2 separate regions of the Xenopus laevis genome follow, and region 1 is linked to region 2. A link is a contact called in public Hi-C data. All regions are on one chromosome and are shown on one strand. Each heading gives the region's core, a stretch centred on a gene start, on an enhancer-like site or on the middle of the called end of the contact. The rest is flanking DNA. Distances are from core to core; before and after follow the strand shown. Region 1 has its middle 45 kb from the start of XB5954440.L. Region 2 holds the start of ephb3.L (EPH receptor B3 L homeolog).

What was found. A called contact is a pair of places that touch in the nucleus more often than the background predicts.
Region 1: a Hi-C map of animal cap shows a contact between it and region 2, with 7 times the contacts expected there. The contact joins the enhancer-like site here to the promoter of ephb3.L in region 2. A contact is called at or near these places in 3 of 4 Hi-C or Micro-C datasets (the XL177 cell line, the XTC cell line and animal cap).

What each region holds. Positions count from the first base shown.
Region 1 is chr5L:104,328,339-104,331,650 of Xenopus_laevis_v10.1, forward strand. No RefSeq gene overlaps it. Among protein-coding and RNA genes, the nearest start is that of XB5954440.L, 45 kb to the right of the region's middle. Within about 2 kb of position 1,438, at least 1 of the 7 cell types and tissues checked has an H3K27ac peak or open chromatin away from gene starts, as enhancers often do.
Region 2 is chr5L:104,237,919-104,240,924 of Xenopus_laevis_v10.1, forward strand. It overlaps ephb3.L (EPH receptor B3 L homeolog), which reads left to right and starts at 1,712. Exons shown (of 16, transcript NM_001095726.1): 1 at 1,712-1,932. The coding sequence starts at 1,878.

The DNA of each region.
Region 1 (3,312 bases), core at 188-2,687, 90 kb after region 2:
TGTAAGAAATGTGAAGGGTCACATCCCATTGAAATTAAGATTAGTCATTAATGAAAATATTTTTAATGTTTACGCTTTTCCAAAATAGGCAGTCAGGGTGAATGCAGGAAGTGAGTACTTGGGACTTCATGGGACGTAGCTGTGAAAGATCCACATGCTTCCCAGTGGGCTGCTATCTCTGAAAGCCCTCCACAGCCACTTCACACCATTACTGGCCTGCTGCCAGCCGCCTATAACACCTGATATGAACATTCCACCCCAATGACTATGCACTCTGACCCAATGAGATGATCCAGGCTGTCTTGTGATAATGAACTAAAGTTGTTCCATTCTCAGTTATGGGAAATTCCAACCTCAGATTTAAATACACCAAACAATATTGTAGCTTCCAGCATTACGAGGGGTTGACAGAATAGTTCAGTCAGCCACTGCGATTTGATGTGATTTGAAGTCTATTCCCAGAGTTCATGCACAATTTAGTGACCCTTTTCCCCGAAGACTGGTATAATTCAACAGTCTCGGATCAAAAATGTATGAAAGAGCCTGAATCTGAATTGCAAACTAATTTCCCATTTTGCAGATTGCTGTGATTTATATGAGTTTGAAATCTTACAAAAACTGTTTGTTCATCGCTACTCAGTCACTGGCATCTGGAGCCCCCCCACTTGTTTAAAAGACTTCTCGGCTGCACAACTGAGCTGAAATCAATGCACGTCTGCATCATACATTTTTCATTAGTATCCTGTTTGTAAGTTGAGGTCTGGTAACCCAGCCTGTGAATGATTAGAATCTGTCTGTAGTAAATGAGGATGCCTGAATTCCTCACCCTGCCCTCTCCGTGCATGTCAACTTCATCCAAAAACCTCTTTTCAGCTTGAAAGGGGCCATACAGAAATATATACGTACAGGAATTTATACATACACAAATGGAATATTTTAAGGAATGCCAGCATTCTAATATGAAACATTCTTATGTTTACATGCAAAATACCTAATCCTATATCTGAGGTTTAACTTTCACATGCTCAATTCCCCACTTTATTCACACACCACCGGAGAGCATAAACATAACCAAGGCTTGTAATATAAATCAGTGTGGGCTGTGTGCTTTTGGGAGAACTAATATGGATCCTGTGGACTTGTGTGGGTCAAGTATGTGTGAGTCTTCATATAATAAAAATTGTATTTCATAACAACTGCTGCCTCTGTGGTAACCAGATGCAGGGACAGAAGTAGAACTAGAACCCCCAATATTCTGTTCTGCCACTGGACAGATGTTGTTTGTTTTAACTGTGAATGTAAATGGAAGCCTGTGAGGTCAAAGCCAGGAAGTGACATGGGAGGCGGCATGTGTTGCCTTGGGGCCGAAACATTTCAAGTTCCATCTCTGTGTATAGGTCACCACTACTGACCTCTTTGTATGTGGCTGTGGGCCATTTTAAACACCCTCTGCTCAGAAAAGACTGAAATCTGGTTAAGGCTTGCCTCCTATATATATATGTGTACTGGGTGCCTGCACAAAAACACAAGCAAGCACACAGCAGGAAGCATTATTATTACCTGACAATATGTATTTCTGATGTGCTGAACTCAAACACAGGATCTTCAATCAGCCAGGGAGGACTGAGGAATATGAAAGTTACTTTCTCTGAGTGAGTCCTACAGAGAGTTTTCTATAGTCCCCAATCCTCATTTACAAATGGAGCCAGAAGTATGAAACCCTAGAGCAGTGATCCCCAACAGTAGCTTGTGAGTAACATGTTGCTCTTCAACCCCTTGGATGTTGCTCCCAGTGGCCTCAAAGCAGGTGCTTATTTTTAAATTCAAGGCTTGGAGGCAAGTTTTGGTTTCATAGAAACCAGGTGCACTGCCAAACAGAGCTTCAATGTAGGTTGACAGTCCACATAGGGGATACTTATTGCACTTATTTGGCATCCCAAGAACATTTTTCATGCTAGTGTTGCTCCCCACTCCTTTTACTTCTGAATGTTGCTCATGGGTTCAAAATGTTGGGGATCCCTGCTCTAGAGCTACCAGCACCCAGAACAATGTGGCAACTTCAGAGTTCCCATAGAACGGTTTCTATAATAGGTATAACCGATTTGCACTCCAAGCATCATATGCTAATGCTGTTTTAAAGCTGCTTGTTAGGTGCATTTCTGACCACAATTGCACCCGAACATGCACCTTGTCAATCTTGTCAATTTTAATGCATCTGGTATAATTACAGTGGGTGTAAATCAATGGATAGCTGATAGCACAGAATTGCGGGGGAAAACATGGTGATTTCCATCTTAAAATTGCACTTAGGAAACCTTTACCATATTTCCAATTCAAGTCATGGACTAGGGCATTATGACCAGGTTTATTATCCCTGAGAGAACCACTGCAGTCAAAATACTATGGGGCAGATTCACGAAAGGGCGAAATGTCGCCAGCAACCGATTCGCACACATCACACCACTTTGCCAGGCACAGATTCGCTACCACTATGCTAATTAACGAATATGCGAAGTTGCGCCCTCGGCTCCGAATGCTGGCGACTTTTTGCTAGCTTTACCTCGGAAATGCGAGCATTTTAAAGCGAAGATGCGCTAGTGCCTGATTGTGCCTAGCAAAAATTCGTTAGTGATTTTGCGCTTAGGTTAATTTGCATACGGCGAGTAATTTAAAGTTGTATGGAGGTCTTTATTATAAATGTTGGTGCAAATGCTTGAAGTTACCACTTTTTATTACAAATGTCCAGGTAACCTTAATAATGACAAGAGAATTTATTTAATGCCCTACTCATGAGCCCACTGTAAAATGAATGTTCCATATTGTTAGGAAATGTCTGGAGAAAACTGGTTACCTTAAAAAAGTTTGTTAGGACTTTTTCAGGCAATACCGCTTAAAAAAAGGAAACGTCTCTAGATTTTTTTTTTTTTCGGCACCCAGGATATGATGTAAGTGACAGAAGTTTGAGGAAGATCTAACTTCTTTTATGCACTTCACCTGGTTTGAGGTGGAGAAGTCAAATCTGGCAAAAGAGGTAACGTTCAGTAAAATCCACACTTTACTGAATTTGCAGAGTAACGGGCATTCGCCAGAGCAAAAAGTGTGAATGAACAATAGCGACAGTATCTTTCGCTAGCGAATTGACGCCTGTGCCTGTTAGTGAAATGGTGATGTCCCTGTGGATGTGATTTCTGGCGAAAAGTCACTAGAATTAGCCACTTCGCCCTTTAGTAAATCTGCTTCTGTGTGTGCCATGAGCTTTTTACTAGCATTTCACATTTTAAGGCCATATTTGTTAATAGTTTACAAATGACA
Region 2 (3,006 bases), core at 462-2,961:
GGGGTGCATTTGTATATGTTTTCCTATGGTCTAACAAAGTGTTGAATAATTTAGTTATATCCAGCGAGTCTGCACCCTCACATTAATGCATACAGAATGTTGTGTCTCAAACCCTCTTCCCTTATTAGATTGTAAGTTCTTTCGGACAGGACCTCCTTTACCCCCTGCAACTGTCACAACTTGTAAGTAATGTGTATAGTTGCACCTCCATCTGTTATACAGGGATGCTGAATATCCTGGCACTTTCTTAATATGCGCTACTACTACTACTAATAATAATGCAATGAAGAACATTTTTAAAGCATTCAGCATCCAGACCCACAGGGCAGATCAAAACGATTTATCACAGAGCCTAAGACGGTACAAAGCAGAATTCCAGGCAGCATGTTAAACTTGCCATCTGTGCCTCATTCCCAGTGACAGTCCTTGGTTGTGACTCTGTTCTCTGGGAATGTCTGACCCCTAACGTGACCCAGCATTTTCAAAGCGACCAACTGCAGGATATAAATACGTTTTTAACTATAAAACAGATCTCAGTGCCCATGCTCTAACTGTATCTGAAGCTTTGGAAACAGTGGTAGGGTCCTTATTGTGCCTCCTATAAACAACCTCTAAAGTAGGTGCCTTAGTTAGGTCACAATGTGGCCTTTTAGCTGACGGAACTACGATTCCATCTTACCTCCCAACATTTTGGAAATAAAAAGAAGGGCAATGTTTGGCCACGCCCGTTTTATGGCCACACCCCCTAATTACCATGTTCATTTTACAAAATTTGGCAGATTATGAAAGTTTGAACATATTTCTGTTTTTTTTCCAGTTGTTACAGTTTTGCTAATGAAGGTGAATTCCCCTTTAAGCTGAGTGTAGCTTCTCCCAAAAGACCTGTTATCTTATATTGTTACAATTTCTTATTTGCTTATCTCAAAATTGTGACAAAAGTATCTTATCTGCAGCTGTGGCTGTTCTGGGCTCTCTGCCAAAAGCCAATTAAGTTACAAACATTTTTTAATTTTCGGCCTGTTCATTGCAGAGAAAATGGGGACTTTCCAGTACAAACGAGGGACTGCAGACTGTCCCTCTAAAAACGGGACAGTTGGGATGTCGCCCAGCAGCTGTCAGTAGTTTAACAAGATGTACATCACGGGCAGAGGGAAAGACAGACCCTTTTCCCCCGGGGAGAAGACTATAGGCTGAGAAGAGCTGCAGTTCAGCCACAGCTGCAGAGCCACGGCCTCAGTATCAACTGTTTATTAATACTTTCCCAAAGTACTTTCACTCTCTGTTATGATTTCCTGAACTTCGCCTTTGTATTGTTGTGCGCTTCCTCCTTTCCTCTGTAGTAGTTCCTGGCCACACGGCGTCGCTCATCCCTTATCCATAAGGAGTCCCCCCAGTTGATTGACAACCCTTACTGCGTTGCCACGGTGACGGAAAAAGAAGCCAATGGAGCCGAGAGGCGGGGCATCAGAACAACAAAGCCTGCCCAACTCAATTCATCTTTTTAGCTTAGACACACCTACAAATCTCTAGAAACCCACGTGCCTAGCGTAGAAAAGGGCGGGGCCTCTTACAGTATCCAATTACTTTTGATAGAGGTGGCTGCTGACGGGGCAGTGGGGCGTGACCGCCCGGAGATTGACACATTCCCCTTCCCCCCAGTCCTGTGCTGTGGCTGCAGTGCGGGATCCGCCAGTCTGAGCTCTGAAGATACCCGAAAAACACCCTCGGAAGGGGGTGAAAGCAAAGACTTGGATTTAACCAGGGGGTATAGCGACCCAAAGGGACCTGAATCTGGATACAATCTGTAGCGAACCGAATGAGTGGATAGCCCCCCTGCATTTTTATTGGCGGTAGTTCGGTCTGTTGGAAGCCAAGAAATGCTCCCGGCTGTGTTCGTGATCCTGGCGCTGTCGGCAGTGCAAGGGCTGGAAGGTAAGCGCGCGTGCACAGGTGTGAATACCGACAGGGGGTGAGCGCGCATCCCGGTGCCTTTGTTTTAGAGCGCTCCGTGCAGCTCGTGGGACACGGGGTGGGATAGAGTGGATCTTTATAGGGACACGAGCCAGGGAACGAGATTCTTCCCCCCTCACTCTGCGTTAGTGGCACATTCACTGCACTGCTCTTCTTCTTCTTTATCCCTCTTTGGGCTCTAAATGTTCAGCGCTGTGTTCCCTGCCGGCGCTGTGCAAATATCCATAGGTGTATGTGTATAGCAGCTTCTCATTATGGGACACTACTTTGTGCCCGTCCTACAGGGCCCCGTATTTGGGGTGTTGGCAGAGCTCAGTGTATCAGTGTCCGTGCAGCTCAATCTCCCTCCTCAGCCCAAATTGTCCCTGACCAGTTGCACCCACATCACTAGGACTGTCCTACCTGTGTCCGTTCAGCTGCCATTATATCCCAGGGCCTTCAGTTAAACAGCAGCTGGAGGGCCACAGGTGGGAGGAGAAGGCTCCATCAGGTGCTACAGCGTGAGAGCTGGCTATTCAGCCAGGGAGAATTCAGCAAGATGGAGTAAAGTGAAATTGCAGTGAGCAAAACAGTTCTATAAAGAACCTTATATTTGCCCAAGCCTTAGGCCTTCTTTGTGAATTCTATTTGACTACGGTTCGGCGTTTTAAATTCTCATGTTTATTTTGGCAAAGCTGTGTTAAAAAAAAAAAAATCTGAAATGGCATTTAAATATTTGTAAAGGTTGTTGCTTAAACATAGATTGTGCTCCGCTTCAACACCAGTTTCATACTAATGACACTTTAGAGATATTCCCTGCAGCTGTCATAACACAAATATCCCATTTATCCTATTCATCGATCTCCAGCCTTTGGCTTTGTTGCTGTATTTTGCCAGCATCGTCTGAAGGCTATTGTGAAATGCTGGGATTTGTAGTCTACAAGCAGTGCCAAGCCCCAAGTTGGAGTAAATACTTTATATTGCATTGTGGCTAGCAAGGCTCATTGGAGTTATAAATATCCTCTTTATGTGCAGTTTACCAGAGCATAATCATGT